Regions from separate parts of the Sus scrofa genome. Here region 2 is linked to region 1. The links are chromatin contacts, called in public HiChIP or PLAC-seq maps. All regions are on one chromosome and are shown on one strand. Each heading gives the region's core, a stretch centred on a gene start, on an enhancer-like site or on the middle of the called end of the contact. The rest is flanking DNA. Distances are from core to core; before and after follow the strand shown.

Region 1 (5,696 bases), core at 2,716-5,215:
CATTTTGTCATTTGCAATATTTTCTTAGTGACACAGTGACCTTTATTCGATTTTGGAAGGCACTATGCAGGGATTTGTATACCAAGAAGTAAGGACCATTGAAAGTCACCCTAGAGGGCGGCTACTCCAGTGTTCATCCATCAAGAAGCACCTGTCTCACTTTATGATGTTAGCAACTGTTGTTAGCATCTCAGTCCACTAATTCATTAGGTATTGAAAAATGGCTATGTCTGGAGTTCCTGTTGTGGCGAAGCAGAAACGAATCCGACTAGGAACCATGAGGTTGCGGGTTCGATCCCTGGCCTCGCTCAGTGGGTTAAGGATCCGGCGTTGCCATGCGCTGGGGTGTAGGTCGCAAACGTGGCTCGGATCCTGCATTGCTGTGGCTGTGGTGTAGGCCGGCAGCTACGGCTCTGAATGGACCCCTAGCCTGGGAACCTCCATATGCCGCAGGTGCGGCCCTAAAAAGACAAAAGACAACAACAAAAAAATGGTTATGTTCTATTATTCTTTTTTCATATATTAGTCGAAATATTTCCAAAAGTAGAGAAAAGAGTACAGGAAGGCAAGGGGAACTTTACTAGTACTATTTGGTTACCACTAGTTCAGTTTCTATAGAAAAGTCGTGATGAATGCTTGATTCTTTCCCTTTAACAGTTTTCAAAACAGAGTTGGTTTCCTAGCGTTATCTGATGATTAGACTTTAAAAATACTATGAATAAAACTGGGTTGTGATGATTGTTGTACAACTATCAGTGTAATAAAATTCATTGAGTAAAAAAAATAAACCTAGGCTCCTTCAAGTTAAAAAAAATATCAGCTCATGGATTGGAATATATTTGATGTATTTCAATTCATTGCAGTTACTCTCTTATAAATGTTCAGAATAGTCTACGTGTAGGCTGAATAATGGTTTCCTGGAATGTTCATGTCTGAAATCTGTGAATGTCACATTAAATGGCAAAAGGGATTTTACAGGCAGATCTTGAATTAGAGGGAGATTATTCTGTATTATCTAAATGGTTCCAGTGTAATCACAGGATCCTTATAAGAGGGAGGCAGGAGATCAGAGGAGAGGGTGTGATAATGGAAGCAGAGATTGGAGTGCTGGACCTTGAAGATAAAGGAATGAAAAGGGCAATGGATTCTTCCCCTAGAGTCTCTGGAAAACCCAGCTGTGCTTGATTTTAGCCCATTGAAACTGATTTCAGATTTCTGACCTCCAGAACTGTATCTTACATTTGTATTGTCTTAAGGCACTAAGTTTGTGGTTATCTGTTAAAGCAGCAGTAGGAAACCCACCTTTGGTCAATGGGACTGTCTTCAGATTGGTAATTCAATGTGAGCAGATGTTCTAGGCTCATCTTTTCTGCCTCCAACCTGGAAGCAGCAATTTCTCTAGAGTCTTTGCTCCTTTTAGTGAGAATTGGTATTTTGAGACTACTAGGAGCACTCATGGAGTTTTCCTCTTTTTTTTGCCGTAATATATATATATATATATATATATATATATATATATATATAATGGCTACACCCACAGCATATGGAAGTCCCCCATATGGAAGGGATTGAATTTGAGCTACAGCTGTAATCTGTGCTACAGCTGTGGCAAGGCTGGATCTTTTAACCCAAAGCACTGGTCTGGGAATTAAATCCACACCTCTGCAGTGACCCAAACTGTTGCATCAGATTCTTTTTTTTTTTTTGTCTTTTGGTCGTTGTTGTTGTTGTTGCTATTTCTTGGGCCGCTCCCGCGGCATATGGAGATTCCCAGGCTAGGGGTTGGATCGGAGCTGTAGCCACCGGCCTACGCCAGAGCCACAGCAACGCAGGATCCGAGCCGCGTCTGCAACCTACACCACAGCTCACGGCAACGCTGGATCGTTAACCCACTGAGCAAGGGCAGGGACCAAACCCTCAACCTCATGGTTCCTAGTCGGATTCGTTAACCACTGCGCCACGACGGGAACTCCTTTTCTTTTTTTTTCTTTTTTTTTTTTTTTTGTCTTTTGGTCGTTGTTGTTGTTGCATCAGATTCTTAAACCACTGGGCCACAGCAGTCACTCCTAAATATATATATATATATATATATATATATATATATATATATATATATTTTTAAGGCCGTACCTGTGGAAGTTCCCAGGCTAGTGGCCTAATATAAGCTGCAGCTGCCGGCCTACCCCACAGCCACAGCAACATGGGGTCCAAGCTGTACCTGCAACCTAGACCACAGCTCAGGCAACACTGGATCCGTAACTCACTGAAGGAGGCCAGGGATTGAACTTGCGTTCTCATGGATACTGGTCTAGTTCGTAACTTGTTGAGCCACATCAAGAACTCTCCTAAAATATTTTTTTAAATTGTGGTAAAAATATATAACATAAAATTTACCATCTTAACCAAATGTACAGTTCGGGACTGTTAATTATATTTACATTGGTATGCAACAGCTCTCTAAAAGTTTTTCATTTTGCTGAAACTCACTCCCATCGAGAAACCCCCCATTTCCCCAGATTCTCCCACCCCCTGATAGATTTTCACCTTTTAAAAAAATGGTGAAGTAGTACAGATCTTCAGTCAAACCTTTTACAAATATTATTTTCCTCTAAACTTGTAGATGTTTAGAGCTTGAACTCCATGCCATTTTTGGCTACAAATCCCAAACCTCGTCCTATAAAGGATTTCAGGTAGCAAAGCATCTAAAGGGCTATCTGTTTTTCTAGAACAGAGTGAAATAACAGTGAAATATTTCCACTCACAAAATAATGACCATTTCATTACTAGAGCTCAAAGTAGCCCCTGGACCTGTAGTTTGCTAAAGTGAGTGAATCTCACGCCTGGTGGGACCCCTGCCCGCAATTACAGAACCACAGCTAGTGTCCTGTGCTTAGAGTCTCCTCCAGCTGAGCTCCATCCTTTGGCTGAAACTTTCTCTGAGCAGAAACAGCATGAGACTGTTCAGTTCAGATCTACAGGTCCTGCTCTCTGGGTCCAGAGAATTGTTGTATAACAAACTTGTGGAAGAGAAAGTTCCCGTTGTGGCTCAGTGGTAATGAACCCAACTCGTATCCATGAGGATACAAGTTTGATCCCTGGCCCTGCTCAGTGAGTTAAGGATCCAGTGTTGCCACGAGCTGTGGTGTAGGTTGCAGACTCGGCTGAGATCTGGTGTTGGCTGTGGCTGTGGCATAGGTTGGCAACTGCAGCTCTGATTTGACCCCTAGCCTGGGAACTTCCATACACTGTAGGTGCAATCCTAAACAGACGAAAAAACAAACAAACAAAAAAAACTTGTGGGAGAGAACAGCAATGCAGAGGGATAAAGAGTGCTAATGTTTTTGGGGATTTTTTTTTGGAATATAGTTGTTTTACAATGTTGTGTTAGTTTCAGGGGTATAGCAAAGTGATTTAGTTATATATATGGATATATTCATTCTTTCTCCCATATAGCTTATTACAGGATAGTGAGTAGAGTTTCCTGAGCTATGCAGTAGGTCCTTGTTGGTTATCTATTTTGAATATAGTAGTGTGTATCTGTTAATCCCAAACTCCTAATTTATCCCCCTCCCACCCACATTTCCCCTTTGGTAACCATAAATTGATTTTTGAAATCTGTTTCTTTTTTGTAAATAGGTTCATTTGTATCATTTTAAAAATGAGATTCCACATATAACTGATATCTTATGATTTCTCTAGGTCCATCCAAGCTGCTGCAGGGCATGCTGGTTTTTTAAGCTTCTAAAAAAGACCCACAGACTGGTTTTGTTAGTAGTGACTGGGAAGTACCTGGTTTTGTTTTTAAAGCGCTGTGCTCGCCTTTGTATCACGTGTTTGAAGAGTACATTACAAATCATTTTCCTCTCCTCTTGCAGGAAGTGCTCAAATATTCAACACACACATGCACACACACTCAAAAGAGGAACAGTCGGGTAGCGACTCAGAAATCATGTGACTGATGACTAAGTTAAATCTTTTCTGCTTATTAAAAGGGAAGAGTCTGATGATTAGTTACTGATTCTCCTTACATTTTTAACATTTTGGAGATATTGAAGCATGTTTCCATTTATGCTGTTTTCCACCTTGTTTTCTTCCATATTTACTGAACCTAGGGAGAAAATGTGGATCTGCAATTCCTCTGATGCAAGTCTTTGGTACAACTACTGTGGTAAGTAAAAGGGCAAAGCAGGGACGAACAACTGTTTTCAGGGTACGTTTTCACAAAAACCTTCTGCTGTTGCTGGGCGGGACACAGGAAATGACTGCCTGTACCAGCTGCTGGCAGCAAAAATGATGTCTAGTTACTGCCCCGGGTGGATTTTCTTGATCCTTTACAGACCTCACGAGTCTGAACTTCGTTGTACTTGACCTCCAAGTGCGTCTGTTTCAGATTCTTTGCAGTTTTGCTAGAACTGCCTGCTTCGGACTCATTTTGCCTCAGCTGTAAGGCTGACTGGTTCTTCTTGAGAAGGTAGAAGGGTCCTAGCTGCTTCCCAGAATTGATTATTGCTCCGGGCTGTGTTTTTTTGTTTGTTTGTTTTTTGGTTTTTGGGTTTTTTTCCCAGCACAATGTTGGGCATGTAACAGGGGCTCTGTAAGTGTTTCAGCCTGTGGTTTTTGAAGACTCTTGGAATTGCCTCCCTGATTAGATGTAAGCCTGATTCTGTCAGTTAGATCCTTAACCACTGAGCGAGGCCAGGGATCAAATCTGTGTCCTAGTGGATACTAGTCAGATTCATTTCTGCTGAGCCAAGACGGGAACTCCTGAAAGTGGTTTCTGAACCTTTTTTATGTGGATTGTTTTGAAGCAGATTTTTCTCTCTATGTGGCACAGAGCCACATAGAAATACTAATACTGATTATTTAAAAAAAAAAAAAATCGGAGTTCCCGTTGTGGCACGGTGATTGACGAATCTGACTAGGAACCATGAGGTTGCGGGTTCAATCCCTGCCCTTGCTCAGTGGGTTAACGATCCGGTGTTGCCGTGAGCTGTGGTGTAGTTCGCAGACGCAGATCGGATACTGCGCTGCAGTGGCTCTGGCTTAGGCTGGCAGCTACAGCTCCGATTGGACTCCTAGCCTGGGAACCTCCATATGCTGCAGGAGCGGCCCAAGAAATGGCAAAAAGACAATAAATAAATAAATAAATAAGTAAATAAATAAAATAAAATAAATTTTTAAAAAAATCAAGACTTCCCTTTGGTGCAATGAGTTTAGGATCCTGGTTTGTCACTGCAGTGGCTTGAGTGACTGCTGTGACATGAGTTTGATCCCTGGCCTGGGAACTTCCACATGCCTTGCATGCAGCCAAAAAAAAAAAAAAGAAAAATCAGCCACATTCTAATGCTATTAACTGGTTGGATCACTATTATTTTCTTTTGTCTTGTTTTGTGTTGCCCTCTTTCTCTACAAATATTTGCTTGGGGGTTGCCTGTTTGGTTTGGTGCTCTCCATGGATTGGTTGGTCTTTTCTATCCACTAGTGATATCAAGAAGGTTTAATGGAATCCTTTGGAAAATACTAGTTCTTTGAGACTCTCTGGGGAACAAGGATTTATGGTCTAATCGTTTGGGGGAGATTTACAAATGTACTTTGTGTTCTGAGAAGTTCTGTGATAAAGAAACCCATTTCATCTCCCAATTTTCAGATTTATTTATTTATTTATTTATTTATTTATTTACTCACTTATTTATTTT
Region 2 (5,912 bases), core at 694-3,193, 660 kb before region 1:
GTTACATGGGTTATGAGGCTTCTGTACCATATGATCATCCATCTATATGACACATCTACGAAATGTTCAATGAAGACCTAAGTAAACTGATATGAAAGGTATTTTCCATATCTTCTGATGTGAAAGAGGCAACTTCTTAAAAAAATTCATTTATGATTCTATTGATGAATCAAAAAATGAAAAGAGAATGAAGGAACACATAATGAATTTACGGAGTATCAGAAAGTAAAAGAGTAGAGGGAGTTCCCCTCGTAGTACAGCAGAAACAGATCTGACTAGCATCCATGAGGACACTGGTTCGATCCCCAGCCTCATTCAATGGATTAAGGATCTGGCATTGCCATGAGCTGTGGTGTAGGTTGCAGAAGTGGCTCGGATCTGGGGTTGCCATGGCTGTGGTGTGGGCTGGCGGGCTACAGCTTTGATTTGATCCCTAGCCTAGGAACCTCCATATACAGCAGGTGCAGCCCTAAAAAGACACACACACACACACACACAAAATGTGAAGGAGTAGAAACTAAAGAGGGCTTTCGCTTCCAACTCTATATACTTCTGTGCTGTTTGATGAGAAGTACTAACGTATTATACTGTCATTTCAAAAATGTAAGAACTTAAGCAAATGTCGGGGAGTTCCCATCATGGCTCAGTGGGTTAACGAATCCAACTAGGAACCATGGGGTTGCAGGTTCGATCCCTGGCCTTGCTCAGTGGGTTAAGGATCTGGCATTGCCGTGGCTGTGGCATAGGCCAGCAGCTACAGCTCCAATTGGATCCCTAGCCTGGGAACCTCCATATGCTGCGGGTGAGGCCCTAGAAAAGACAAAAAAAAAAAAAAAAGCAAATGTCAGAAGTATTTTTGAAGAAATGCCATTGTAATGGGAGACTTAACTCACCATTAACAAGGGAGATAAAAAGTTAATAAAGATGATGGGTGGGGAATATTGTACTCCACACTACAAATTCCCTGAAAATGGTTACAAAACTGAATGTGTCTACAGAGAGGCTCCCTAGCTTCCCTATGACCCCAGAAAGTGTGCAGGGGAAAATGACCCATACAGTAGATAGAACAGACTCCCTGCATCACACAAATTTTCTCTAGTGTTTTTAACCCCTCGTGAGAAAAGTAAGACACACAAATTATAGGTAAATCAGAAATGGTACAAAGAAAAGTGGCAATGAAAATTGGGCCGGAGCTGTTTGAAGGACATGGTCTTTGTCCCAAGTCCTGCTCCACCTGGCTGGGGGCAGGTATGAGAGGAAGGGAGATGCGGTGGCAGTCAAAGAAGAAAACAAACACATTCAATCCTCTCTGGAGTTTAACCCTGGGAGGGCCGGAGGGTGGTCCATAAATAAGAATGGGTCTGCTTGTGGGGTGGATGTGTGTGCCTGCCCAGACCACGACCTGCGTGTGTGGGGAGGCACAGATCTGGCCGGCAGGCCTCTTCCCCTGGCGTCACCCACATCTCTCTCCTTCACTTGACCCTGCTGCAGCCTCCGTCAGGTCCTCAGACCCGGTCAGGTCCTCAGACCCGGCCTTCCCGCCAGCTACCCTTGAGGTGCATCAGAAGAATCCTGCGGGCGACGCGGGCGACCCGTTTGCATCACTAGGCTAGCTCCCCTTCTTGGGACAGGGCCGTACCCGCTGACCTCCGGGACCCACCTCCCTTCCACCGCCCCTCCGCCCTCCGCCCCTCCGCCCGTCCCTGGCCAGGGCTCCCTGGGACCGGACCCTCACTCACTGTCCCCGCAGCTCCGCCGTGGAGGGGAGTGGCTTCTTCACCTGCTTGGCCCGTGGCGGCGGCGCCCAGGTCTGGGGCTCCGGCCGCGGAGTCAGCGGGGTCAGCGGGGGCAGCGGGGGCAGCGGACAGCGCGGGAGCCAGCGGCCGCCCGGCGCGGAGCCAAGCCACCGGCCCGGCGTGGCCGAGACGCGGGGCTGGCCGCGGCGGCGGCGGGGCGGGGCTGCCGGCCGCGCGCTCGCTCGGGCGCCGCTCTCGGGGCGAACATGCTCTGCGGCCGGCAGCCCGGCAACGCTCGGGAGCGCGGCAGCTGAGCTCCGCCCGGCCTGGCGAGCGGCTGCAGCCCCGCCCGCCCTACGCGCGCCGGTTGCCAGGCACCCGGAGCTTCCGGGGTGTCTTCTGCGCTGTCCCCGGCCGTCCTCGGGCAGGGGGCCGGGCGGAGAGTCGGAGAGTCGTGCCAAGATGGTGCTTGGGCGGCGGGGAGGCCGCTGGGACTCAATGGACAACTACTACAGGGTGCCGCCGCCTTCGGGGTCACCGCTGCAGGGGTTTGGGTGGGAAGAGGGCGCTGTCGTGACACAAGGTCAGTGTGGCATCAAAGTGGTGCCACGCACTACACATAGGATGGGCAATGGGCTGTTGGACAAGGTCGGCGAGATTCAGTTCTCTGGGTTGCATTTTAAAGATTCAAACTAACCAGGCTCTCCAGAGTACTGATGAGTCTGGACCAGCAATACCTGACTAGCGCAGTCTTCGGTAAGTGACGTAATCCGAGGTCGCTCACCGTGTCCGCCCGGATTCTTCGTTCGGTGCTTTGTCTAGGTTCTTGGTGAAAGGTTCGGCGCGGGGCCCCTCCCTGGCTAGGAAGCCTAGCAGCCTGGCTCGCACAGGGGCGTCTTAGCCTCTGTATACTCTTGCCAAATAGTTCTAAGCCCTGTCTTCATTTCTTGACATCCACTAGGGCTGCAGGTTTAGCCCTGGTAATAGGGTTTCGGCGAAGCCCCCAGATTCCTTAATCTGTCAGCACACCACCTGTTTTCATTAAACTTGATACTAACCTTTCCTAGCTCTTCTGGTTAAGAAAACCAACTTGAATCAGACTTGGAACCTAATACTAGCTCCACCACTTCATTGTATGACCCGGGGGGGGGGGGGAGTTAGCCCATCACCTAAAGAATGGGCATAGTGGTGTATTTACCTAATAGAACAGGCTGCACATTAAAAATCACATGGAGAATTTGAGGGGAGAAAGTATGGGGCCCATCCTGAAACCAACTAAGAATTCAGCTCTGAGGCTGTACTCGAGTGGAACCCCCCACCCAGGATTATGTGGATTAAGAGTACACTAGTACTCATTATTCGATCAAATGTTTATTATTCAATGGCCTGTTTTGAGTTTGCCGTATCCTCCTCTTGGCTATCATATCACACCCCCCACTGAAACTCTTCCAATGCCACACCTGGATCCTGCTGCCCTGCCCCCAGGTGCCCAATTCTCCCTCCTCTGTGCAGCTTCCTATCCTCACAGCAGGAACCAGCTCCTAGATTCTGCTAACAGGTTTTCATGTACTAATATCCCTGCATAATAAAACTCATTTTTTTCCTGAGTATATACATATATATATATATATATAAAATTTTGTATCTGTTGTGTATCTCCATAACCCCTATTCCAGCCCCTACTCCTCCTCACTATTCCCCACCTAAACACCCAAGGGATAAAACGTGTCAACACTGAAGATGCAAATTTTTATATGGCTACTGCCCCTAAAAGGTCTGATTCACTCAATCAAATAAGCAAAAGGCTTGCAATGCAGCCAGGAATTGTTCTATGTACTAGAATAGAGGCTAAGACCCAAATTTGATATATACTCAAATCTTGAGGAGTGGCTGTGAAAAGCAACAGATATCAAGTAAATGGAAAAATTATTACAGATGGTAACAGATGCTATGCAAAAAAAACAGAACAGGGTTAAATGAAGAGATGTGCCAGAGAAGTTTTTTCCAATATGAAAAAGAATCCAAGTATGTAGACCTCAGGGCTGTGTTTCTGACTCAAGTTCCCAAATGCCAAGACCCTACAATAGAAACTTACCATTTTTGAGGAACAAGAAAAAAAGATAGCTAGGAGCCATAAGTTAAAGATCAAAGAAAGGCCCTCTCAAATATCCCTGCCCTACAGGGCTATATGACCTTATGCAGACTTTGCAGAACCTGTGAATATGCCACCTTATGCAGACTGCAGATGTATTAAGGAATTTGAGATGGGGAATTATCCTAGATTATCTGGGTGGCCCAAAATAATCACAGAAGTGTTAGAGGGAGGGCCACAAGCCAAGAAATGTAAGCAGCTTCTAGAAATTGGAAAGGCGAGGGCAAGCCTTGTCCCCTAAAGCCTTTGGAAGGCAGGCAGGCCTGCGGGCACCTTGATTTAGCCCAGTGAAACCGATTCTGAACCTCTGACCTCCAAAACTGTTAAAATGACAGTAAATTTAAGTCAGTTGTTTGTGGTAATTTGTTACATAATAGGAAACAAATATTGCCTATATGTTATGTCAGGTACAGGGTAGAATAAAAAAATAAATAAGGCCTGACTCAAAGTTTACTGTCCAAGAAAAGGGAGGCATGTGTATGAGAGTGCTGTCCTGGCTGGCTGGAGAGTGCTAAAAGCTGGGTGGGGGAGGTGTCAATCTTACCCTGGAGGTGGTCTGCAATGACGCAAGTCTGTCACACCTTGTAACACAAATAAATGTTAGAAAAAAAAAGGCTATCTTTCCACTAGACTAACACATGAAAGCTGAGGCTGTCTTCCTTTGTACACCCCTGTTAAGTGCTCAAGTTACACAGCAAGAGCACTTACTTAGCATCTTGGGCCAGGTGCTGCCCTAGGCATTTCACATGACCTGACATATTTAATTCCACTAAAATCCTATGAAATTAGGTACCACTATTTCCCATTTTGCTGGTAAAGAAACAAGAGATAAAGCAATTTAACACCCCAAACTTTTAAATAGAAGCTGGATATGAATTCAGTTTGGCTCCAGGGCTAGCACTCAATCTAGTTTACCAAAAAAGAACCTTCAAAGATAAGCAAGCCCAGGTAACACACTACCAACGAACAGAGTGCAACCTAAGACGAGGGTAGCTAGGGGAAAGACTGGAACTTTAAAGAGTATGAATGAAAACACGTGGGAATTTTTGTCTAAGGAAAACCTGGCTGGCCCAGACTTTGTGATCGGAGGTTGGTCAGCCTTCTAGTAGACGAGGACCGCCCCTTGTAGAAAGCGACACCACTTGTAGGTAAGTTTTCTAAGTAAAATAAGTATTAAGCTGCATTTCAACAGGTTAGTAGTTCATAAATATCCTCAGGCTCATTTTTAGTCCTCATAATCCTGTGATGAAGGCAGAAGATCCCACTTCAGTTCCCAGGAACCTGACAGCAGGTTCTTTATATTTAAACCCCACCGCTTTGGTTCTCTACTGTCATCCCAGCTTCCTCCCCACTTCCATTTCTCTCACCACTAGTCGTCTGGCCCCATTTGCAAACTGTATGGACAGAGCACAACTTCCAGAACTGAAAGCAAATGTGCAGAAGACACATACAGCCCAAACACCTTTTATTCTACAGAACCTTCCTACCAGCTCCAAGCTTTGCTACTTGGAGTGAGGGGTCAACATTCATGGACTGCAACAAATGTGCCACTCAATGGTGACAGGGGGTGTCTGGGGACAGGAGGGTATATGGTAACTGTACTTTCCATTCCACTTTGCTGTGGATCTAAAACTGCTCTTTACCTTTAAAAAACAAAAAACAAACAAACAAAAAAGCACTGTTGAACACCACCATCCACATACAGAATGCCACTTCTATTACTATCCCACACGTTACATTCAGTTTTCCCCACCCCTCCCCCTGGTATTTAGCAATGTGCCATCTAAACAACTTTATTACAATAATCAGGTATTTTCTTCCGAGCCACTTCTACCTTTTTGAACACTGGATGTACAGACTGGGGATATATTGCTATTTACCTACCAAAGCAGTAGACTAAAACAGGTATTTTCTGAATTTAAGACTTTGAGGCATCACCTAGAGATGAATGTAATTTCTTTATACATTGCTCCATTCAGACATTTTTTGCAAAATACTGCTATACTCATGTATACATGTAACAA

What was found. HiChIP or PLAC-seq counts read pairs in DNA pulled down with a chosen protein or histone mark.
Region 2: a contact with region 1 is called in an H3K27ac HiChIP or PLAC-seq map of skeletal muscle, with 6 times the contacts expected there. The contact joins the promoter of C4H8orf89 here to the promoter of LY96 in region 1. A contact is called at or near these places in 2 of 47 Hi-C or Micro-C datasets (embryonic fibroblasts and epiblast stem cells) and 1 of 2 datasets of contacts at active chromatin or transcription factors (skeletal muscle).

Annotation. Positions count from the first base shown.
Region 1 is chr4:61,948,899-61,954,594 of Sscrofa11.1, reverse strand. LY96 (lymphocyte antigen 96) reads left to right here and starts at 3,965. Exons shown (of 5, transcript NM_001104956.1): 1 at 3,965-4,168. The coding sequence starts at 4,057.
Region 2 is chr4:62,607,574-62,613,485 of Sscrofa11.1, reverse strand. It overlaps C4H8orf89 (putative uncharacterized protein C8orf89 homolog), which reads right to left and starts at 1,943. Exons shown (of 7, transcript XM_021089234.1): 1 at 1,781-1,943.